Regions from separate parts of the Mus musculus genome. Here all the other regions are linked to region 1. The links are chromatin contacts, called in public HiCAR-type, HiChIP or PLAC-seq and promoter capture Hi-C maps. All regions are on one chromosome and are shown on one strand. The core of a region is the stretch at or near the end of the contact, and the rest is flanking DNA. Distances in the headings are between cores, read along the strand shown. Region 1 holds the start of Rps6ka3 (ribosomal protein S6 kinase polypeptide 3). Region 2 holds the start of Cdkl5 (cyclin-dependent kinase-like 5). Region 3 holds the start of Sms (spermine synthase). Region 4 holds the start of Smpx (small muscle protein, X-linked). Region 5 holds the start of Phka2 (phosphorylase kinase alpha 2). Region 6 holds the start of Klhl34 (kelch-like 34). Region 7 holds the start of Cnksr2 (connector enhancer of kinase suppressor of Ras 2).

What was found. Promoter capture Hi-C pulls out the DNA fragments that hold promoters and counts their contacts. HiCAR-type assays count read pairs that join an accessible place to other places. HiChIP or PLAC-seq counts read pairs in DNA pulled down with a chosen protein or histone mark. Capture Hi-C pulls out chosen DNA fragments and counts their contacts.
Region 2: a contact with region 1 is called in a promoter capture Hi-C map of liver, with 3 times the contacts expected there. The contact joins the promoter of Cdkl5 here to the promoter of Rps6ka3 in region 1. A contact is called at or near these places in 2 of 39 promoter capture datasets (erythroid cells and pre-B cells), 2 of 484 Hi-C or Micro-C datasets (CD4 T cells and muscle stem cells), 1 of 115 datasets of contacts at active chromatin or transcription factors (astrocytes) and 1 of 9 other capture datasets (liver).
Region 3: a HiCAR-type map of astrocytes shows a contact between it and region 1, with 8 times the contacts expected there. The contact joins the promoter of Sms here to the promoter of Rps6ka3 in region 1. A contact is called at or near these places in 7 of 39 promoter capture datasets (the 3T3-L1 cell line, the C10 cell line, cranial neural crest and 4 more), 3 of 484 Hi-C or Micro-C datasets (embryonic stem cells, muscle stem cells and pre-B cells) and 4 of 115 datasets of contacts at active chromatin or transcription factors (astrocytes, embryonic forebrain, embryonic stem cells and 1 more).
Region 4: a contact with region 1 is called in an H3K27ac HiChIP or PLAC-seq map of cardiomyocytes, with 5 times the contacts expected there. The contact joins the promoter of Smpx here to the promoter of Rps6ka3 in region 1. A contact is called at or near these places in 8 of 39 promoter capture datasets (the C10 cell line, cranial neural crest, frontonasal cranial neural crest and 4 more), 2 of 484 Hi-C or Micro-C datasets (Sertoli cells and cardiomyocytes) and 2 of 115 datasets of contacts at active chromatin or transcription factors (cardiomyocytes and large pre-B cells).
Region 5: a promoter capture Hi-C map of pre-B cells shows a contact between it and region 1, with 6 times the contacts expected there. The contact joins the promoter of Phka2 here to the promoter of Rps6ka3 in region 1. A contact is called at or near these places in 7 of 39 promoter capture datasets (the 3T3-L1 cell line, the C10 cell line, HPC-7-derived erythroid cells and 3 more) and 1 of 9 other capture datasets (adipose tissue).
Region 6: a HiCAR-type map of embryonic stem cells shows a contact between it and region 1, with 4 times the contacts expected there. The contact joins the promoter of Klhl34 here to the promoter of Rps6ka3 in region 1. A contact is called at or near these places in 3 of 39 promoter capture datasets (cranial neural crest, embryonic stem cells and hippocampal neurons), 4 of 115 datasets of contacts at active chromatin or transcription factors (astrocytes, embryonic forebrain, embryonic stem cells and 1 more) and 1 of 9 other capture datasets (embryonic stem cells).
Region 7: a contact with region 1 is called in a HiCAR-type map of astrocytes, with 6 times the contacts expected there. The contact joins the promoter of Cnksr2 here to the promoter of Rps6ka3 in region 1. A contact is called at or near these places in 2 of 39 promoter capture datasets (hippocampal neurons and second pharyngeal arch cranial neural crest), 2 of 484 Hi-C or Micro-C datasets (cerebellum and cortical neurons) and 3 of 115 datasets of contacts at active chromatin or transcription factors (astrocytes, forebrain and stem cell-derived neural progenitor cells).

Annotation. Positions count from the first base shown.
Region 1 is chrX:159,254,428-159,257,323 of GRCm38.p6, forward strand. It overlaps Rps6ka3 (ribosomal protein S6 kinase polypeptide 3), which reads left to right and starts at 1,355. Exons shown (of 22, transcript NM_148945.2): 1 at 1,355-1,761. The coding sequence starts at 1,693.
Region 2 is chrX:160,993,018-160,995,970 of GRCm38.p6, forward strand. It overlaps Cdkl5 (cyclin-dependent kinase-like 5), which reads right to left and starts at 1,664. Exons shown (of 19, transcript NM_001024624.2): 1 at 1,574-1,664.
Region 3 is chrX:157,490,645-157,493,944 of GRCm38.p6, forward strand. It overlaps Sms (spermine synthase), which reads right to left and starts at 1,643. Exons shown (of 11, transcript NM_009214.4): 1 at 1,261-1,643. The coding sequence starts at 1,309.
Region 4 is chrX:157,697,545-157,700,436 of GRCm38.p6, forward strand. It overlaps Smpx (small muscle protein, X-linked), which reads left to right and starts at 1,429. Exons shown (of 5, transcript NM_001252591.2): 1 at 1,429-1,769.
Region 5 is chrX:160,500,661-160,503,511 of GRCm38.p6, forward strand. Phka2 (phosphorylase kinase alpha 2) reads left to right here and starts at 1,502. Exons shown (of 33, transcript NM_172783.4): 1 at 1,502-2,244. The coding sequence starts at 2,167.
Region 6 is chrX:157,816,737-157,819,737 of GRCm38.p6, forward strand. It overlaps Klhl34 (kelch-like 34), which reads left to right and starts at 1,699. Exons shown (of 1, transcript NM_001081667.2): 1 at 1,699-3,001. The coding sequence starts at 1,699.
Region 7 is chrX:158,041,605-158,044,803 of GRCm38.p6, forward strand. It overlaps Cnksr2 (connector enhancer of kinase suppressor of Ras 2), which reads right to left and starts at 1,593. Exons shown (of 22, transcript NM_177751.3): 1 at 1,173-1,593. The coding sequence starts at 1,236.

The DNA of each region.
Region 1 (2,896 bases), core at 105-2,604:
GTGTGTGTGTGTGTGTGTGTGTGTGTGTGTGTGTGTGTGTGTGTGTGTGTGTGTGTGTGTTTCTTTCCGATGCAGGGCGGTTAGCCAGGGGCTGCAGTAGCTTTCCACTCAGCCCAGCGACTTTTACACATCCCAGACATACTCAGCGCATCTAAGCAGCGGGCTCGAGAACCCAGGACTGAGCCTTCCCGGAATCCACTCAGAGCGCCCAGCCATTAATTCTCGAACTCTTAGAATTCTGTGGCTCCGTTGCCGACTGAGGATTGGGTTCCCTTAACCTAGGGCTTCCTCTTCTCGGGCAGGAGGAGGAGTCACAACCTCCCCTCCCTTTCTCCTCCGCCTACGACCAGCTTGATTTAAAAAAAAAAATCTAATCTTTTATTTAAAGTCAACGGAGAAGCAGGAACCCCGCGCTCCTGCCTAGAAGATATTTTTACTAACTCCTTAATCTCTGCCAAGAAGGGCAACCTTAAGGAACCTGTTTTCTTTTAAGCTTTAGGTAGCAAGGGAGGAGTGTGACAGTCTGGGCCGAAACTCGAGGGCTCTATGCACTTGGGAAGGGTTATTAGGGCGGAGGTAGGGTGGGACGAAAAATTTCCAAAGTACTAAACATTGAACACGAGAGTCAACTCGAAAAGCTTTGAATCAAATTGGGAGCCGAACGTACGTATGTGTGGCTAGCTCCCGGGAAAGAAGCCTCTTGAGTCCCCGTCCAAGCAGGAGAAAAGGGGTCAGGTGAATGAATACCCAGCTTGTGACCCTGAAGGAGGAGAGTCTTGGGCCAGGAGGGGATGTGCCCATAGCCTAGGCGCGCCCACGCGCACCCCTGGAGGAGAAAGGCCGAAAAGACACCTCCTGCCTCCGCCTGGGGCTGCTACCACCGGACTGCGCCCCCAGCGCCTTGCCCAGCTTCACCAGCTGAGCGCGAACCCCTCTGCTCTCCTATTCTCAACTAGTCTCCGAGCTGTTAGGACTCGTGGCAGTCAAAGGCACCTCGTCCGCCCCGCAGAGCCCATTTCTCTCCCCACCCCATCTCCCGCCAACGCCCCCAAATTTTTTGGGCTCGCCCTTCCTGAAAGTAGGCGAGGCCCAGAAGCTGAGGCTAGAGAGAGGAGGTGGAGGAGGAGGAGGAGGAGGAGGAGGAGGAGGAGGAGGAGGAGGAGGAGGAAGGGGTAGGAGGTGGAAAAGGGGCGGCGCCGAGCGGCCAGCCAGGGGGCGTGTCCGGCACTGGCCCCGCCCCTGGGTGCGCGCGGTGGTGGCGGAGGCCGCCCAGCCTCGCTCTAGAGAGACAGGTATCGCTTAGACGCCATGTTGTGAGCGGAAGTGGGGGAGCGCGCGGCCGTCGCTGTTCTGCTGGGATCGGGCGCGGGAAGCGGCGGGGAGGGGAGGCGGGGGGCGGAGCCGTAGTCCGGGCGGCGGAAGGAGGAGAGGAAGAAAGGGGCGAGCCCTGGTGCCTGGCGGCGGCGCAAGGCTCTCGCTTGGAGTGCGGGCGGCTGTGGCTAGGCGCTGGGCGTTCGGGTGGTCGGCGTCGGCGTCGGCGTCGAGCTCGCTCTCGGGGGAGCCGCGGCTGCCCGGCTGCTGCTTCTCGGCTCTGCCTTGGAGCTCGAGTGGCTAAGGAGCCGAGCCGGCTGTGGGGCGGGTGGGGAGGGAGGAGGCGGTGAAGGCGGCGGCGGGCCGGGGAGGGGGGGAAAGATGCCGCTGGCGCAGCTGGCGGACCCGTGGCAGAAGATGGCTGTGGAGAGCCCTTCCGACAGCGCGGAGGTGAGTGCAGCCGTGCGGCAGGGCAGGCGCGCCCCTTCCCCACGCCCCCGCCGGCGCTAGCTCTCTTCCCCGGAGCTGCCCCCCTTAGACCACCTCCGCCGCCGGCTCACATCTTGTTCCCGGGGCGAGATTCTGCTTTGGGTCGTTGGGCTTTGCCGATCTGTCTGTGTCTCCTTCCCGCACCCTCGCCTCTCCCTGCTTTTGGGGTTGGGGGGTGCCGGTGTGGCGGCGCGTGGGGTTTGGAGTGGGCGCTGAGGCTTTGCAAAGAGCCTGTTTTAATCAACTTTGCGTGGGGGAAGCAGGAGGCAAAGCAGGAGCCGGCGGCGGGGAGTTGGGAAGTTTGGCCCTGCCGGCTCTAGGGTCTTCTCCGGAATCTTAGAGACTTTGGATTCGGTTCACCAGGAGCCAAGACTTCAGTCTGGCCGCCGGAGGGGTTTGCTACAGGGAGACGGGCGCCCACAGGGCAAGGTGGGCGAGCCAAGCCGGGAGGGTTTTGAGTAAGGGGTCCAGGACTGAGGGATCCCCCCACACCCCGGTCAGTCTGCCGCAGCGCTCTCTGCCGCTGCTGCAAAAGAAAAACGGAGCGCCTTAGGTCCCCTACTCCTAGGTTTTGAGGTCACTGAGTTGGAAGACCCCAGTATAACTTTTGCTTCCTGTCCATGGAGGTGAGCGGGTGAAATTCAAGGAGATCAGCGGACGCTGTAAAAGGGCTATCTGATTTTCCTCTCCCGGGATCTGATGATCGGCCCTGAGATACCCACCCCAGTGTCAGAAACCCAAACAGTATACCCAAACAAGGCAAAACAGAATTTCCGCGGACACATCCCAGCACCGAGCTTTTCACAGCCGCCACTGTCCCAGAATCAACTGGCGATCTAAAAAAATAATGCAGACAAGATCCATTCCAGGGTATCAGCGCTCCTCTCCAGAGTGGAAAATCAGTTCCTGATGGTGGCGCGTCTGTGATTCCTCTTTCTTGACTTTTCGCTGAATTCTATCCTCGCAGCGGACTTTAGGGGATTACAGAATGATAGGCTGGGTGTGTGTAATAGTTACTGAGCGAGTGACCCCATTTCTGGAAAGCATGACTGAAACGCGGGGGTGGAATGGGGCAGGCTCTGATGAGTGGTGTACT
Region 2 (2,953 bases), core at 414-2,913, 1.7 Mb after region 1:
TGTCAAACTGGTAATACTGCTGCAGGCTTCCTTACTCCCATTCCAGCATCAACGCCAAAAAAGCTCCAACCCAAAATAGTTCTTTTAATAAGGAAAAGGCTCGTTAGGTACTTAAATCTTCATTCTCAGAAAGATGGGGGTAGGCCTTTTATGTTTTTATTATTAATGAATCTTAGTTGGGTTGTTAAATGTAAGATCATACTCCCCCTTCAACGCCAGATATACAGGGATAAGAAAACACACCCGTTCTGCATTTTACTGAAACATTTTAATACACTTAAAGGAATTAAAAACGAATTTACATCTAAATGTTATGCAGTCTATAAATTCCAAAGTGTCTCAGTCAAAATGTCTTTTTTGTAACCCTACAGCAAGAAACAAACAAGCTGGAAGTGTTCCAGCAGATGTTACCTAAAACCCTAATCCTATATTCTATACATATTTATGCCTCTTTTTTCCAGTCAAATACTCTCAGACAAATTAATTTGTGTAATCTTTTATACTGCCTACATAACCATTACGTTCAAACAAGCCTAAATCAGATGCGCGGAAAGAAATTATTCTGTGTCAATACTTTCTAAAATCAGCTTAAATTTCAGCCAATTAAAAATAATTGTGTTAACAGAATACTGATCTGCAACTATTTAAATATCACAGCATCCTTCTAGTCTGTCTAGCCTGACTAAGGTCAGGCTTTTCTTATCCAAGCATCTGTGCCATGCCTAACTCAAGTGAAGCGAAAAATCAAAACCCCCAAGAAAGATCTGCTTTTACACTGAAATATGCCCAGGTTATTTTTTACCCCAACGTGGGCACAAAAGAAAAAGAAAGAAAGAAAAGAAAAGAAGAGAAGAGAACAGAAAAACGTGTCAGTGCGAGGACCTGTTCGTTCTGGCAGATGGTTCCAAACCCCAGGATTCAATTTCTATGAAGGTCCAAAGGGTAGGAAGATCTGAGAAGAGGTCAATTTCTGCTTCTCTGCCAGCACGCCAGCCGTGAACTTCACAGTAACGCCTGAAACTTGTCCTGTGGAAGGTGGCAGAAACCTGCGGGGCTGCAGGCGGGGCGCTCGCCCACCCTCCCGGGCAGCCAAGGTCAGAAGGACCAGGGCTGAGAGTCGTAGCTGCCGGCGGGTCCCGGGCTCTCTGGGAACTTGGGCGGGGGTTTCGGGGGGCCCTCCTCGGCGCTAGCGGAAAAGGGCTTTCCTTGCTGCAAGCCCGGAGAGCCCTGGCCACGGGGGCAGCGGGGTGGGGACACCGCAGACCTGCAGCAAAGGGGAGCCCCGCGGGGTCCGACCTCGACCTACCATACGTCTAGCACAGCCCCCTCTGTCTCTTGGCACCAAAAATTCCAGCCCCAGCCCTTCCGGGAAGACCCTAGAGACTCGTGGTGGATCGCCGAGGGAGACTCCAGCTTGGGACTCCCTCACCGTGTCTCCCGGTTGTGCAGGGACCTGCGCTGCTACCCCTTCTGTTACCCTCCTAAGTGGACCGACTGGGTTCCCTCTCTAAAGACAAGCTAGTGGACACACGGCCAACATGAGACGGCCTGACGGGCGGACGCAACTACTCACCCTGCCGAGTCCCCCACCTCTATCGGGGAAGCCTTCACTCTCGCGGCCGCCGTCACCGCTTTACCTTCCCTAGCGGCAGCGACAAGTAATCGAAACCTCCGGCCCCGCCCTCTCGCCGGAGCGAACGCGCAGCCTAATTTGATGATCGCACCGCCCCCGTCTGCCCATTTGGCCCAATCGGCAAACTCCTCTCATTCCGCTAGGTCCCGCCTTAGCCCCGCCTACCAATAGGCGCCAATGAAGAGAAAGCGCTCGTGCTCGAGTTCGGGCTCGCGCGCCCCGCCCACGCCGCTCGTTCTCGAGTCCCCCAAAATCCTAGAACCAGGATTTCTTGTTCTAGCCCTCTACTACACGAACGCGCTTATGCGCGCTCGCGATGCTCCTCCTGGGGCACCAGGTTTGGTTGCCCTGCCAGGCCCTAGCAACCTGGGCTGCTAGGCTGGGAGGGGCGGGGCTCAGGCTGCGAGCTTACGTGGGGAGGGGGAAATGAGGGAGGAATAGGATAAGGGGAGGGAGAGATCGTGACTGAGAGAGGGGTGGATGCGGGGGTTGAGGGGGGTGAGGAGGCCCGGGAATCCACCTGTCACTGCGGTAGAAAAAAAAGGGGAAATCCTGCCTGCAGCGCAGCTATCCTAGCCTCCCTCTCTGGGGACCAGTGAGCGGAGTGGGTGGAGGGCGGGGACCACATTTCGGGCGGGAGCCCGGGCACTACTTGAAAATAAAGGACGAAGGATGGCTCATCTCGGTCGTAGGTTTTTTTTTTTTTTAATATTGAAGTCCATTGCTGCTCCTAACTGTTGCAGCTGTGCGTGCACGCGCGCGCAAACACATTCATATTCACGTTCATCTCGCAGCCTGCGATTCCCTGGGGTGACTTAAGAGCAAAGAACTGGCAGCCCGAGGATTCCTTACACAGCAGCTGGACGCGTGCAAACCGTGGCGGCCGGGGCTGCAGCAGCAAACCACAACTCTACTCCAGTCCGACGCTGCTCTGCTTTACACGATTCCCCAGCTGGTTAAAAAAAAAAAAAAAACCAACAATGAAGTCATCGCCGCACCAGTAGAAATAAAAAGATCTTAAGTCCCACCGCGAATCGAGTTTCCAATGAGGATGACTAGTGGTTAAGATAGAGATAGTTCCAGTGCACTTTTTTTAACTAAGAAAAAAATCTTTTATGAAAGACCTTGCAGACAAATCTATGAAAAGCTGCATGATTTCCACCTTAAAAAAGAAAGCAGAGAGAAAGAAAAGGTTTTTTTTTTTTTTCCGGGTTTGGGGGCAGAAAATAGGCAGTGCATGACATCGAAGATGCCACCAAGTCAGAAATTAATTTTTTTGTAATAGAAAATAGATATCTTGGATAAAATCCATTTAATCTA
Region 3 (3,300 bases), core at 393-2,892, 1.8 Mb before region 1:
TCCCCCCGATTTTATTTTTTGTCTTTACATTTATTGATCTTGTGAGCTCCGAGATCTTTTAGGATTGGAAGAAAAAGTACAAAGTGTGAGCTCAGAAGTTCAAAAGCAATTAAGTCGGTGTTAAAAAAAAAAATCCCGACAGAAAAAGCAGAGTGGAATCCACGTGTTCCATTAATAGAGAAACCAGAGAAAAGGGAAGACTGGGGCACCACACTATGTGCGGGATGATCTGGTAAGTGAAAGTCTGCCGCAGTCGCACGTTTAAAGGCCCAATCATTCCCGCCCACTGCGCCCATGCTTGATTCTCTCAAAGAAAAGAAGCCAGCAGTACATCCATCCCTACCCTTCAAAATTCCATCACGCAAAAAAGACTCTCCCAACCATTTCTGCCGAGACCAGGCTCAAATATCTGAGCCTCCAGGATTAGGGGTGATGGTGATGGTGGTGGCTCTAGTTCCCGCGCCCAGATCTCATCCCTCCCCACCCCCAATAATAATAATAATCGTTTCCTTTCTCTGCCCGCCGGGTCCCTTTTCAGAGGATCCTTCATCTCCTTAGATGACTAAAAAAAACCTTGCAAGCGCTGAGTGGCCCTGGTCCTCCTTCAACCCTCGCTGCCCTTAAGGGGAACCCCCCGACACACACACCCAAGAGGGAAATTCAGCAGCCTGCCAGAACAGGAAAAGGTGGCGTGGGCAGCGGTCCCGCGCCGCACACACCCCTCGCTCAGGCCTGCCTCGCCCGCCGTGCCTCGAACGAGCTAAGGCGCTCCGGTACCCGCCTCCCCCGGGGATCCGCCGCGCCCCACGGGCTGAAAGGGATTCCCCCCCAACAACGGGGCGTGGAGGGCGGCGAGCCCGCGTGGACCGACGCTCCAGGCCCGGAAGGGCGGGCGGGCGGTGCGGCTGGCACACACGGACGCGGTTCTCCCAGGCCCCGCAGTGCGCCAGCCTCCAGCTCAGCCGAGGACCAAACGCGGCGGGGGACCGCGGGGGCGCGGCGCGGCCTCCGCCGGTGCACGAGGGCCCGCAGCGTGCTCCGCGCAGCAGCCCGGCAGACGCAGGCGCCGCGCGGCCGTCCGCATTGTTCAGCCTGCCGCGCGCGCCCCGGAGGAGCCTGGTCCTGTGGCCTCGAGCCCCGCAGGCGCGGAGGGAACTGTCGCCCCGCCGCCGCTACCGCTACCGCTGCCGCTGCCGCCGCCGCCGCCGCCGCCGCCGCCGCCGCTGCGGCGCCCGTGCAGGTGGCGAGCGGCGCCCTCACCTTTGGCGCCGAGCTTGAAGTCGAGCGTGCTGTGTCTTGCTGCTGCCATAGTGTGGCGAGGCCCTGTGCCATGCCTGGGGAGGCGACCGCAGGAGACTGAGGGACCGCGCGGCGTGTCAGGCTGCGGGCCGGCGGGGAGTGCGCTGCGCCGGGGGAGGCCAGGAGTTAGGAGGTGGGAGGGGCCGCGGGCAAGCGACCCGGGGCGCGGGGGCGGGGCCGACCCGCCTCTTAGAGGAGGAAGCAGGGACGCCTCCAGCCCCGAACTTGAAGCGCTGGGTGTGAGGCCTCGCTAATGGTGGAATCGCGGGCGCCGGGCTCCCTGGCATGCGTCACCAATGGCCGCGCCCTGCGCTAAAGCTCTGGCCATGCTCTCCCGCCATTCGCCATCCGTTAGGAGGTCACCCAGCTTTAAACGGCTCAGCGCGACTTCCGGGGGGCCTCCCTATACACTTCCCCATATGCCTACCCCTCCTCCCCAAGCAAAAGCCCCAGTTACTTCCTGACCATTTGAAGAAAATAAAATGCTACCACCCCTGTAGTCTTAAAGTACAAGCCTGACTTTTTCTTTAAATGCACGTGAACCCCGCTGGGATTATTAACAATGTTTCTATTGGTAAGGGGTAGTATTTAAGAACAGAATAGAAGGCTCCTGGGCATTCAAGTAGCATACATTTTCATGCAAATTTGGAAAAGAATCAAGGACTAAAGCCTAACTGAGAAGTTGCAGATGTGAGAGCCTCTTCCACAGGACTTCCCCCTCCTCGGTACCTCTATTTTTTGTCAATGGACCTACAGCCTTGGCCTCTTTTTTGACCGTTAGTAGCATTCAACAAGATGGGACAAAAGAGAACTGAAGTGCCTGGGGAATAAAGGGATCCTTTATTGCACGAGCAAAATCCCAGGGCAAATTGACTCCATCATTGTATGGATTGCTGTGCCTCTCCTGATACCAGGAATTTCTGTAATGGTTGTTAAACTTCAGATTAGTGAACTCTGTGCCTCCTCAACAACACAAAAACATTAAGTTTAGCTTTCCCTTAGGCCATTTCGAATGGTCGTTTGGTTTGGTTTGGTTTGTTGGTTGGTTGGTTGGTTGGTTGGTTAGTTTTGCGTAGTCCTTCCCTGTCCTGCAAGAACCTAACACTGACGTCATATTTGTCCTTCAACAACTGCATCTCTTTTCAGTGGGCTCCTACTTTGTTCCTATCCATAGCCATCTGTTTTTATTTCCTTCTCTGGAGACCAGGTCCTCAGTTTTGTAAGCTAATTTGTGTTCCGCTCCATCAGCCCCAATGTATCAGCCCCAAGCTCCTCTTTCTTCCTTTCTTCTGGAGTCAAGTCACTAGAACATAGCTGTCCTCCTGTGTGTTTAAGGGTAGTGAAGCTTCCCGCGTAGGACATGTGCTTCATGCCCTGCCAGCATTGGGGTAAGCCACCTGCCTTCCCTTAGCTTCACTATCTGCTGTCAACCTCTTGAATTTCTTGAAAATTTCAGAGCAGAAGGCATCTGAGGTTTTGCTGATAAGTATGTAGCTGGTCTTGCTCAGTAGATTGTGGAGAACATTGCAGACCACCATGGGCTCCCAGCTGAAGCATATCCGCCCTAGAATTTGTACTTCACCTTGCAAAGGGCAAAATGAAGAACCTTGAGATACTTTAATGAAGTGATGTCAAAAGAGAGCCCTGAAGAGAAGAGGATGCTCGATATAGGATCAGTATTGTCAGGATGATGTTAGCAGTTTACTGCAAGGGTCTTCTCACTAATCTGCATAATCCTGGCAAGACTATTAAAGATAAGAAACAGGAGCCTGACGTTAGTGGCACACATCTTTAATCTCAGCACTTGTGAGGTAGAGGCAGGCAGACATGGCCATCGGGAGCAACACTATTATGAGGTGTGGCCTTGTTGGAGGAAGTGTGTCAACGTGGGGGACAAGCTTTGAGGTCTCCTTTGCTCAAGCTATACCAAGTGTGGCACACAGTCTCCTTCTGGTGCCTGTGAATCAAGATGTAGAACTCTTGGTTCCTCCAGCATGTTTC
Region 4 (2,892 bases), core at 179-2,678, 1.6 Mb before region 1:
GTGATCTTTATTGAAATATGCCCAAAAGTCTTAAGCTGTCCCATCAATGTCCAGTACCCTCGGGTTTCCCAGTTTCCACAGTTTGAGTGAGACTCTTCTTGCTTTGTTTGCTCCTCATCTTGGCCGTCCCTGTCAGAAATAGACTTATCTTGTCCCCTGTCTCCTTGAGCCCCATTCATTGTCACTCATTGACACAGTATGTGCCGACGTGTGTGCCAGTGGCTCCCTGCACAGCAGGTGCAGACTTTTATGGGAGCCTTAAACTGACAGCAGTAGTGGAAATTTTAAGGGGTTATGGAATGAAGTCAAGTAAAGTGCTTGCCTTCTTGGTGCTTCTGAGAGGCCCCAGCTGGCACTGATGCTCAGATGACAACCACTCACCACTGTACAAGTTTGTGCCCCATTGATGTCCTCTGTGCTCAGTGACTTCACCCCTGACCAGGACGTGGTGCTTGACTCAGAGAATTTAAAGCTTCTTTTCCTCACATAGCAAGAATGGTTGATGATGTCTGGTGCTGAGAATGTCCTGTCATGATGGTTTGAAGTGTGGTCACCCAGGGGATATATTTTAAATCTGTCTATTCTGCTGAGTGTTTCTACCAAAGGGAAGATGGTTTAGTGTGGTAGCTCTTCATTTTTCTTGATGTTTATGTTTAAGTTATTGTTTTGTTGAGATAGGATCACTCTCCATAGCCCTGGCTGCCTGGAACTCATTATGTAGACTAGACAGATCTTAAACCACAGAGGTATACCTGCTTCTGCCTCCTGGATGCCAGAATTAAAGGTGTGAGCCACCATGCCCTTCCCGAAGGGAAACTTTATGTGAAGTTAATTTCAGAGACTAAAGAAGTTCATCAAAAAAGCCATGTTCAATACAAAGAGCCTTAGGATTTGGAAAAAAAAAAGTCTTTCCAGGTACCTAATCTTGCCCCTTGCCAAACCTAAAAGTAGCCATTCCCCTTTGTTTTATTCTCTTCTTCTGTCTCCTTTGTGTCAAGCTCTAAGGTTAATGCATCAATAAAAGCAAGGAAAGCCAAGTTAGCAACATCTCCACGGCCAGCAACCATGCCAGCTCGTCTGTTTTTAACCACGTTTGACCTACAAACTAGGACAATGGCTTATAGTTTGATGTTATGGTATAATTATATTATTTGGTGACTGCTTTTTGAGTGCTGATTATTAATTAACTTTAACAGCTCCCAGGTTACTAAGCTTGGATTCAAGCAACGTCCGACATCAGCACCCTGCATCCCCCAATTTTTAATGAACCTTTCCTCATTTTCTGTCCTCTAGATAATATAGCTAAAGATAGACTTTTCCTAGTTTTTCGAAGTTCACTACACCCCTCAGTAACTGTGAGAGAATGCAGCCAGCCTCCTCAAGAAGATTAGGAGGGCAGAAAGATAACGTAGCCACCTCCAGGCTGATATCTGAGCCCTGCTTTCCACACGGTCAAGCCTTTCAGAGGCAGCCAGCCTATGGCTTGTATCAAACTCTATATTTAGGAAGAACAACTGTGAGCTATGACAGGAATTCTCTTTAACACTTTAGCCTTAAAGCGAGTTCCCTTCTAGCCCGAGCCAGGAGCAGCTCTCAGGACTGGAGAGAGACAGAGCACTCCAGCTATTTCAGCCACATGAAAAGCACTGGAATTGAGATCCCCGCTCAGAGGACACCGGGAGTTCCTTCTATCCTGTAAAGCGCTTTTTGTGTTTTTGCACCTGGCCGCCTGGGACTGTCCTCAGGCAGTAAACCAATCCAGAGAGCAGGTAAGCAGAAGGACCCAGCTTTCACTCTCAACTTTCACAAGGAGCTTTTCTTGATCCCTAACTTAAAGTAACTACTCATAACTTTGTAGGTTGCTAAGTACTGGGTGGCTTCTTTGTCAATTCCCTGTACACTAGTGGTATCCCGGATTCTATTTTATAAAGTGTGTGTGTGTGAGCGCACGCGTGCGCGCGTGCATGTGTTCCTGTACATATATGTTGAAAGGGTATTGAACAGAAGGGATTTTCACTGACAGGGCTGTTAATAGAATGTCCACAGTCCAGATATGGTAACTGTGACCTTGAAGCTCTGCTGGCCAGTGTTACAGTCAGCCGCAGACTGACAACACTCTCTAAGCTGAGAATTAATCAGAGTAAATCTGGAATATTAGTTTTTGTGTGTGTTTGTTTGTCTAAATGAAAATGATGGTGAGAGTTGTTACACGATATAAGTTTAGAATCCCGTCTAAATGAAAATGATGGTGAGAGTTGTTACACGATATAAGTTTAGAATCCCTTTCTCCTTTCCCTAACTGCTAGGCTAGGTCTCAACAACAAAGTTGTGTAGACCAAACCATCTTTCGGAGAGCTTTGCCCTGGTCACTCTTTTCTTATACCCAGCAGGGTAGAGTGTCCTTGTCTATGTGGGCACAGATTGGAAATGCAAAAATTCTCTCTTTCCTCCCAGCATATTGAAGTAGTCAGAGCATCATACTATCCCCTCCTCTGGAATTATTTTTAGCTTCAGGACAGAAAATAAATCCCTTTGAGATAGTGCTTTATTCATTTCCTTGACCTTTCAAAAAGAACAAACAAAGCTCTTCTCTCCAAATAGCAATTGATTTTCCCCTCCATCTCTTCTTGTGAAATTAGTGATATTAATGTTGACCAGTTTTAGAACATTGGAGGGTTTTATTTAGAAGCTAGATATTAGATGCTGCCCAATCAAAAGCAAAGGGGAGGGGGAGTCTACCAACCATGACTCAGCACAAAGACCATTAAAAGTTCCCAGAGACTGCCAGGCAAACTTACCTGTGCCCAGTTGGCAAGCATCACACGTTTATTAAAGTCAATATGCCTTGTCAGACTTGCAGTGTTTCAAATTTTAGCCAGATTCAGCAGACAG
Region 5 (2,851 bases), core at 252-2,751, 1.2 Mb after region 1:
AAGATTACTAAAGGGATTCAATTATGGTAATTGAATGCTTAATCTTACTCCCTAGGCCACAGCAACTCCTACATGGAAGTACATTGTGCACTGTTTCATAACTTCAGTGCCATTATTAAAACAAATAATGAGTTGAGAAAAGAATGGTAAGAAGATATGAGGGGAACTGCCCAATGTAAAACATATACATGCACCAAGGCTTGAAAAGAATGTTGAAAAGTACTCGAGCTGGGTGTGGTGGCACGTACTCAGAATCCCAACACTTTGGATGCCGAGGAAAGAAGTATTGCTGTGAGTTTGAGGAATAGTCTTGGATACATAATATAGTTGAGAGCAGCCTAGGCTACATGACAAGACTCTGTCTCAGAGAAAAAGTATGTGGGCTGATAGGGGTTGGGTGCTTTAGTTAAAGACTAACTATAAGGGGAGTCAAATAAGCAGGACTCATTTTCAGTCCATCAACATTGAGCCCTAGACACATGTACAATCAACTCTGTGCCAGGTGTGGTGGGAGATACCAAGCTATTTCATAAGCATCTCATAATCCAGTTAGAAAAGTATGCCTCAGTTAAAATGTAAACAATACACTATTTCCAAATGGTGCTGAAAATAGCTCTGGTTTAAGTGCCACTCTGAGTCAAGTATGTGCTACACGCACTTGACCTTGTCACATTACAAGGCATGAGGTTTACCCCAACAGATAAAAACAGTAAAAGTCAAACAACTGAAACAGTAACACAAATGTCTATATAAATCAGAAATGGAATAAAGTGCAGTTCGAACTGACTCGTTGCCCCATCTTTACTGAGGAAACTGCTATAGGAATCCAGAAAATTGGAAACGCTAATGAGTGGGCTGACCTAGTCTTTAAGGCAAAGGTAAGTTTTAGACAATGAAATGGGTCAAAGTGGAGAATAACAAAGTGCTTGTGGAAGCAATTACATTAGAACAGCTGCCCAGTCAAATTTATTTGTGGGCCAGATTTTGATGGACAATGAAGACAGGATCAAAGAATGCGGCCTGTGGTTAGCAACCTTGACAACTAATGGGATGCCAAATTTCAAAATATACTATTATAAATGAACTGCAAAATTCTCCCAGGAGCTAAGGCCAGGAGCCACGGGTACCAGGAGTGTATGTGGAGGACAGTACTCAGGCCTCCCTTTCTTGCTTTCAGTGCTGAGCTCCACTATGGGGACTCTGTCCTCAGGTGAGGCCCAGGACAGGGCGGGGCTATGACGGCCGGTCATCCGAAGGATGCCCAGGCGGCCCAGCCTCTTTCTAGTCTCCGGTGGGTTTGGCGGCTCCGCTCAGGAGACCTTGTCATTGCCGACCCAGAAAGCCGACTTGTTCTCTGCTTCCATCCAAGTTCTCCATACTCCTGCGGGCTGCCCCATTTTCCTTCCTGGTCAGGCCATGACAAGGAGGGCTCCAAACCCCACGGAGGAGGCGGACTGGGGGCGGAGCTGCGAGCAGATCGGTACCGCCCCCCCAACGCGTTCCTTCCGGGCGGGACTGCACGGGTTCCGCTTCTTGGTTCGGGCCGGCGTGAGGGGTGGCCTCCGTACCCCGGGGGCCGCGACCGAAGGACTCTGCTCCTTTAGCCTCAGCCGCGGTTGGAAGCAGGTTGAGGTAGGAGCAAAGTCAATAAAAAAAACTGAATTTCCGTTAAGAGCCCAGCTCCCCGCCGCTCCCAGCGGCCTTCCTCTGTAGACCCTCTCCCTTTAGGCGGAGACTTGGAGAGTCCGCCCCACGAGGGGGGCGGAGCCTAGTAAAGCTTAGGTGAGCTCCCAAGCAACCCGGAGCCGCCTCCCAAAACAGAGGGGTACCGCCAAGGCCTTTCTCCAGCCTAGTGCCCAGTCTAGGTTCTGTCGAGCATGGTGGTGGGACTAGAAACCCTCGGGGCAGCTGCTGACCGGGAGGAAGCCGGGCCGCGATAGCGCCACCCCCGTCTCCTCCCCCGCACCGCCCAGCGGCGCGACACTCTGGTTGGCTCGCCTTGCAAGTCATACTTTGGGTCTCTCAGTTTGAAAACTCTTCCTCTCGGCCCCCTTTGAAGAAACTCATTGACGCTGAATGTTTTGAGGACCAGGTCAGCTTGGAGGCGGCAACTTTGGCGGACACCAGCGGGCAGGTCCAGCTCCGTGGCCCATGAGCTTGGGCGAGATGCGGAGCAGGAGCAATTCTGGGGTCCGCCTGGACGGGTACGCGAGGCTGGTGCAGCAAACCATCCTGTGTTACCAGGTAAACAGAGAGCAGCCCAGAGAACGGTGGAAACTGCCCACTGATATAACTCATTCTCCCCAAGGCCTCTGTCACTCATGAGAGCTTGCATTTATTTAAGAGGTTTCCGACTTTAATCCAGTCCTTTGCTAGCCAGTTATCACCCTACTCCCTTATCGCTATTTTATTCACTTTACTCACAAGTCAGGCATTCTGGCTTTTGAACAGTTGCTGCGGCTGCTTTGCAGAATTCTGGGACCTTTTTTTTTCTCTCCTCTTCCTCCTCCCTTCCTCTTTTTCCCCCCATCGGGACACCCCCCTCGAGGTCCTTCCTTACTGCCTCTTTTGGATGAAAGAAGTCTGTTAGGTTGGACAGAGCACACTGAAGGAGAACAGTGAACTAACTCTACTCTGGGAACAGTAGGCAGGAGTGAAAAACTCCCAAGGCTTGCATCTGACCAGAGTGTGGGCAACTGTTACTGCCCCTCCCTTGTTAGAAATCCCCCTGAGAGGACCCTATGACCACTCTGGTTGCTGCTTTACAGCCAACAAAACTTCTGGGCACAGAGCATCAGCATCAAGGGGTCCTGTGAAACTGTGCATATAATCTCAGGTATGAATACGCCTG
Region 6 (3,001 bases), core at 449-2,948, 1.4 Mb before region 1:
TGGTCTGAAAGACTCATCTAGATCAGGACTGCTGGAGGGGCCACTTTCGAAATCCAGGAAGACAAACTCTAGCTGGAAGCAAAACAAAACTGAAGCCTGTAATTTGGCAAGAAAGAGGGCTTAATGAACTCCTAATGCGAGAGCAGGATTCGGGCAACCAATAGGGTGCTCTTAGTCACCATTTCTGTTTGGTGTTTCTTATAAAAATCACTTTGTAGGGAGGGGCCCCAGAAACCACAACTGTCCTGAGCCTTGCAACTTTACTGCCCATTGTCTTGTCTTGGCATTGAGAATGTGGCAGCCAGTCATTAGATCAGAGCATGGGAAAGCAGAGAGGAAACTAGAAGAAATTACATTTTTTTTTGAGGAGTTGTCATTCAAAGAAAGAAAACTCGAGTTAGTTATAACTTCTTTCTCTGCATTGCAAAGAGATGGTTTTCATAAGCGCAAGAGTACCCAAGAGAGCTAGCTCCCCTGGGGTCAGAGGGCAGGGGTTGGAATGTAAAACCAGGCAGCTTGGGAGACTCTGCCTGCCTTAGGAAGGGCAAGTGCCCCTGAATTTCACACAGGGCACAAGAACTTGGCCCAGAGCTTGGGGTTCTCTCTGGTTTAGCTCTTCCTAGAGTCTTCTCTGAGCAGAGGCCTCCTCTTAGGTGTCAGTGCGCAAAATTGCCTCTTAATCCCAGCTTGCTCCCGACTAATTAGAACTTCTTCAAAGCCAAAAGATGAGCCTGAGGCTCCTTTTCCCATGCACAGGGGCACCAAAAGGGCCTCCAGCCTAGCCAGGTATCCCTGTCAACACATTACCAGGACAAGAGTCCCAAGGGAATTGGGCCCTTCCTTAGCTTTTGCCACCCCTCCCTCAGCTCAGCATTCCAAGGGACGCCCCCTCCCTGCGGTTCCTGGAGGCCAGTCAGGTCACAGAAGTCATTGCCCTGGCTCAGGAAGCTTCCTGCTGAGCCTTTGTGCGCTTCGCAGCCAGCAGCTGGGACGCAGGGCGGGGCGGGTCGCCCGAGAGCCAGCCGGCCAAGGCGAGCACTATTCCTGTCGCTGTGAGCTACCGGCTTGTTATGTACAGCGCCCAATCACGCTCCCAATCCTCTAAGCTGACCTGCTCTCCCCCCAGTGCCACAGGCTTTGATTTGATCGTTCTCTCAGAACAAGCTCACCCCCCAGCCCCCTAGCCAGTTGTCCTCGGACTGTGCGAGTGTCTACGGAGCAGCCACGATCAGAGCCACCATCCTGCTGTCCTGGGGCACCCACAATAGGGCCACATCCACGCATCTGGCCTTCTGGAGATTCAGTACCCTCGACCTCTCCAGGTGATGGTGCGCGGCCACCGCCGCCCCTGGTGTGCAAGTGTGGGTTCCCCAAATTGTGTAGGGGAGGCGGCTTTGGGCAACGCGCTGTCATGCTCACCAGCTGAAAACAAGTCTAGCAATACCGAGAAGACTCCGAAATCCACACCCTCTGCTACTAGAGGCTTTTGGAAATTGTCTCTACATCTTACTTTGTCTGAGAGGGGCACGGAGCAACAGCCAAATCTGGATGAAGGAACCTTAGGTTTTAAGCTGAGCAGGCAAAAATCAGCCTTTGCTAGGGGCTCAGCAGCTGGACAGCGGAGGTGGGGGTTCCGTGTTATGGGATGCCTCCAGCCGCGCTGGGCTGGCTCCATCCCAGCTTCCCGCCTTGGGCATCATGAGTTACTTCCTGTCTTACTGCAAAACCCACGGCAGCTCTCTTCTCACTGGCTACCAGGCCCTACGCGCTGAGGGCTTCTTGTGCGACGTGACACTGGAGGCCGAGGGCAGTGAGTTCCCAGCACACAGGTCACTTCTGGCGTGCTCCAGCGACTACTTCAGGGCCCTGTTCAAGAGTCACACTCAGGAATCGCGGGCTCGCGTAATTCACCTGCGTGTGCCTTCAGCGGCCGGCCTACAGCGCCTGCTGGACTTCATCTACACTGCCTGGCTGCCCCTCTCCATGGACACTGTGGAGGACACTCTGGAGGCTGCCAGCTACCTGCAAGTCACCGAGGCCTTGGGACTGTGTGCCCACTACTTGGAACGCCAGCTTGCCCCAGAGAATTGCTGTTTCATTGCCAATGTGGCAGCTCGATTTGGCCTGGCCCGCACCCTAGGTGCAGCGGAGTGCTGTATTGTACGCCACCTGGGGGGCCTGTTACTGATGGGCACTGGCCCCTCGGGGCTGTTGGAACTCAATCCTATATCAATGAAAGCTGTGCTGGGCGCCCCTGACGTGGCACGGGTGCCTGAGACGCGGCTGCTGGGCCTGGCACTAGCCTGGCTGCAGCAGGAACCCAAGGTCCAGCGCCTGGCACATAGTTCAACACTGCTTGGATGCATCCGCTTTGGCCTGGTGCCTGCTGGTGTGCTGCGGCGCATATACTCGGGCTCCGGTCTTATATTACCTACTAGGATCAAAAGCCTCATCATCCAGGCCCTCAATTACCATACAGCACCCTCCAGCCAGCCGCTTCTGCAGGGAGAACAGACTAGTGTTCGGAGTCCCCAGACCCGTATCTTGCTAGTTGGTGGTCTCAGAGCTAGGGAGATGGTTACCGAGGAGATCATGGGCCTACCAGAGGTAGTTCAGAATCGGCACCCTGCACCTCAACCAGAGGAAGAGGAGGGACAGGAGGAGGAAGAGATGGAGGAGAAGGAGTGGGAGCTCACCCAGGATGTGGTGTCCTTCGACGTGTATAACCACAGCTGGCACAGCTTGACACAGCTGCCCACACCACTGCTAGGCCACAGTGTATGTACCACTGGCAACTTCCTATTTGTCCTTGGAGGGGAGAGCCTTCCTGGCAGCCCATCTAGTTCCCTGGCTGCCGGCTCAAGGTCAATCACAGCCTTAGTGCACCGTTATGACCCGCGCTTCCACACTTGGACACAGGTGCCTGCCATGCGAGAAGCAAGGGCCTACTTCTGGTGTGGTGTGGTAGGTGAGAGTCTCCTGGCTGTCGGAGGCCTGGGCA
Region 7 (3,199 bases), core at 343-2,842, 1.2 Mb before region 1:
TACTACCTTCAATCCCTTCCATCTTTGAGTATATAGAGCTTAGAAAGTCTGACTGCTAAGCAAGCCTTAGGAAAGGGGCTCCTTCCTCTTTGAAAGGGGCATTTTCACAGATAAGGCTTGAAGAATATCTTAAGTTTGCCTGCTCGGGTACGACCTCAAGCAAAACTCTCATATTTTCCAAGCATGTCCAAGAATCTTTTATTTCAATGTAAGCATCCCCTTTGCAGAGTTCAGTCTGGGGATGACTGGAGAGGTCCCCAACAAGCCCCTCAACTCAGACAACAGAGGGAGATAGTGAGACAGGAAAGCCAGGAGACTAGAGAAAAAGCCCACATTTGCGTCTAGGAGGAGGGCTAAGGTTTGAAACTGGTCATTAGAAATTGTCGGGTGTGTGTGTGGGGGAGCCTTCAATATGGAAGAAAGGAGAATACTTGAATGCGCATCACTTTAAACCCAATGTTGGACCCTTAACAAGAAGCCGCGAGAGGTTTAAAGCCACCGCAGACCTCAACCTAGGAAAGCAAAGGACATGCTGGGGTGCACAGGAGGGATCCCACATATATTAGCTTGGATGCTGCCCTAAGGGAAGCATGTTACCCTAAAGTAGCTCGCTCCCTTCCCGATCATCCTCAGCCCAGCATGGAGGAGGGGGTTCCCACCTTCCAACTGGAGCGACTGCATCCTGACCCCATTATGCGGGCTTAAAAGTTGCCAGGAGAGTTGGCGCTGGGGAAGGCACTTGGCAGGGCGAGACCTAGAAGGGGCCTCGGGTTTCCAGGAACAAAGGGGCTGGTGAAGGGGCAGCCACGAGAATAGGTCCCACGGGCTCCTCCCTTAGCCTGGAAACAGGGTCGCCGCGTCCTCTCAACCCGAAGGCGTCGAGGGAAGCGGGAAGCGGGGAAGCTGCGCGGGGATTCCACCGCCCTGCTTCCAGCTTCAACCAGGTGGCGCCCGCCGCCCTCTTGCTCCCCGCGCCCCTCCAGCTGAAGACAAAAGAAGTCTAGGGTCCCCGGGCCCCTGCCAGAGCCAGAGGACCCCTGTCCATCCCCAGGGAGGACCCTCAGCAGTTGGTTGGAAGCTCCCAGGACGTGTTATGCCCTAGCGGGCACCCCTCCCTCGTACCGGGACCCTGCGCCCCAGTGTCGCCTCGCTCTCCCCACAGAGGGCATTACCTTTCATCCAGTCCACTACTTGACTCGGAGACCATTTGCTCACCGGTTCCATTATCAGAGCCATGGGCGGCGGGGTCGGTGCCGCGTGGGACGCGGAGCTCGGACAGAAAGCCAAGTCCGCAGCCCGCTGCGCCCTCAGGTGGGGTCGGTGGCCGGCCGCAGCCTCCCGCGGTGGGCGGCGCGGAGAGGGTGGCTTTTGTGTTTCGGTCCCAAGGCTGGAGCGTCGGAGGTGGCTGCGGTGGGAGCGGCGACGGCCGGCCAGCTGGCCGGGGTAAGACGCCGGGGTCGGCTAGGTCCCAGCCCAGGCGGCAGCCGCAGCTGCGGCGTCCGCGGCTCAGCCCGGGGTGAGCGTCCCGAGGGGCTTCAGTGCATGGCTCGAGCCGCCGAGGTCGCGGCGGGGAAAGGAAGAGGCGCCGGCGCACGGTCGCAGCCAACTTGCCCGCTCGCTCGCCTGGCGCGCGGGAGTGGAGCCCCCGGCACGACGAGCCGCCCGGCGGAAATGACGAGGGGCCTCCTGCCACCCAAAATATCTCTCCGCAGCCCTCGGGTGCGGGGCGCGCGCTCCACGAGCCCCCCGCCCCGCTCGCCGCCGCGCGGTCCCGCCCCCAGGGCCGGCAGCCGGTGCGCGCGAGCCCTGTGCGCGTGCGTGGGCCAGCGCGCGTGGCCGCCGCCCGACTTCTAGCAGACTCGCGGGCCAGGTGTGGGCTGCTCGCGCTCCCGCCTTCCCGCCCCGGGGGTCGCACTCGGCCGGAGCCGCGCCGGGAGGGCGTGTGCGGCAGCGCCTGGAGCCCCGGAGCCAGCCGCTGCAGCTGGAGGCTCGCCCAGCCCCGGGGTCAGTTAGGCAGTCAGGTGCGGCGGCGGCAGGAGAGTGGCTCCCAGTGGCCTTCCAGGAGAGTCAGCGAGACGGGTCGCCCCACCAGTTGAACGGACAACCCGGGGTGGCGGAGGAGGGTACTATAGCACCCCTGTCCCAAGCTCTCCTCGCCACCAGGGGGGAGGGGACGCCGCAGAACTGCTGGGGTGACAATGGGAGTCCTGACTGTTCTCTCTGTCGCCCTCGCGGCTGCTGAGTTGGCTCCCGAGGTGACTCCTCCGGACCCTGCGGAGAACACGGGATGTGGGCTTCCGCAGATGGGAGTCAGGATCTAGCCAGAGACGCCCATAGGAGACTAGATGGCTCGTGCTGTCGGATCTACCCTGGGTGATAAAAGGAACCCGGGAAGTCAGAGATGTCAACTGCAAGAGGCTCCAGCCTCCAGAACCCACACGTGCCTCTTCCCAGGCTCTGCTTCAGTTGTCGGCCACCTCCTTCAACACAAGGTCCCCGACATCTATTTTACATGATGTCATTTTGTGTTCAGTCGTTCTTATATAAGAACGGAAGAGTAATAACAGGACTTAAAGTTAGTGACAAATTGCAAACATAATGTTTCACATATTGTTTGCTTCAAAAAACCTATGCATGCTTCTATGCAACGTTTAGAAATACACATTTTGCCTAAATGAGGCTTCACTTTCAATGACAATTCTAGAGCGTCTAGTAGCAAGCTCTACCACCATTATAGCTGGTTTGTTTTTTTTCCCCCCTCGGTATAATTCTTAAACAGTCACATTGAGTAAACAAGCAACTTCTTTTATTTCTATAATCATTTCAATAATGTCAATAAATCATGTCAGTTCCTTCGGTACCCATTTTGTCTAACTCAAGTTTATAAGATACAGAACACCACTTTCTTCAGTTGGCATGGCTTGGCAAGTTCTCCCCCAACACAGGAGAAGGCAAAACAGGAGTAGATAACACACTGATGTTTTTATGCTAGTGCTACAAACAAATACCATTTAAGAAGCTTGTGTTCAGACTTGTTTACTAATAACCCAAACTCCAAAATATACAAATAAAATTTTAAAAAGAAATTTACTGGGGACTGGAGAGGTGGCTCAGCGGTTAAGAGCACTGACTGCTCTTTGAGAGGACCTGAGTTCAATTCCCAGCTTCCATATAGCAGCTCACGACTATCTGTAACTCC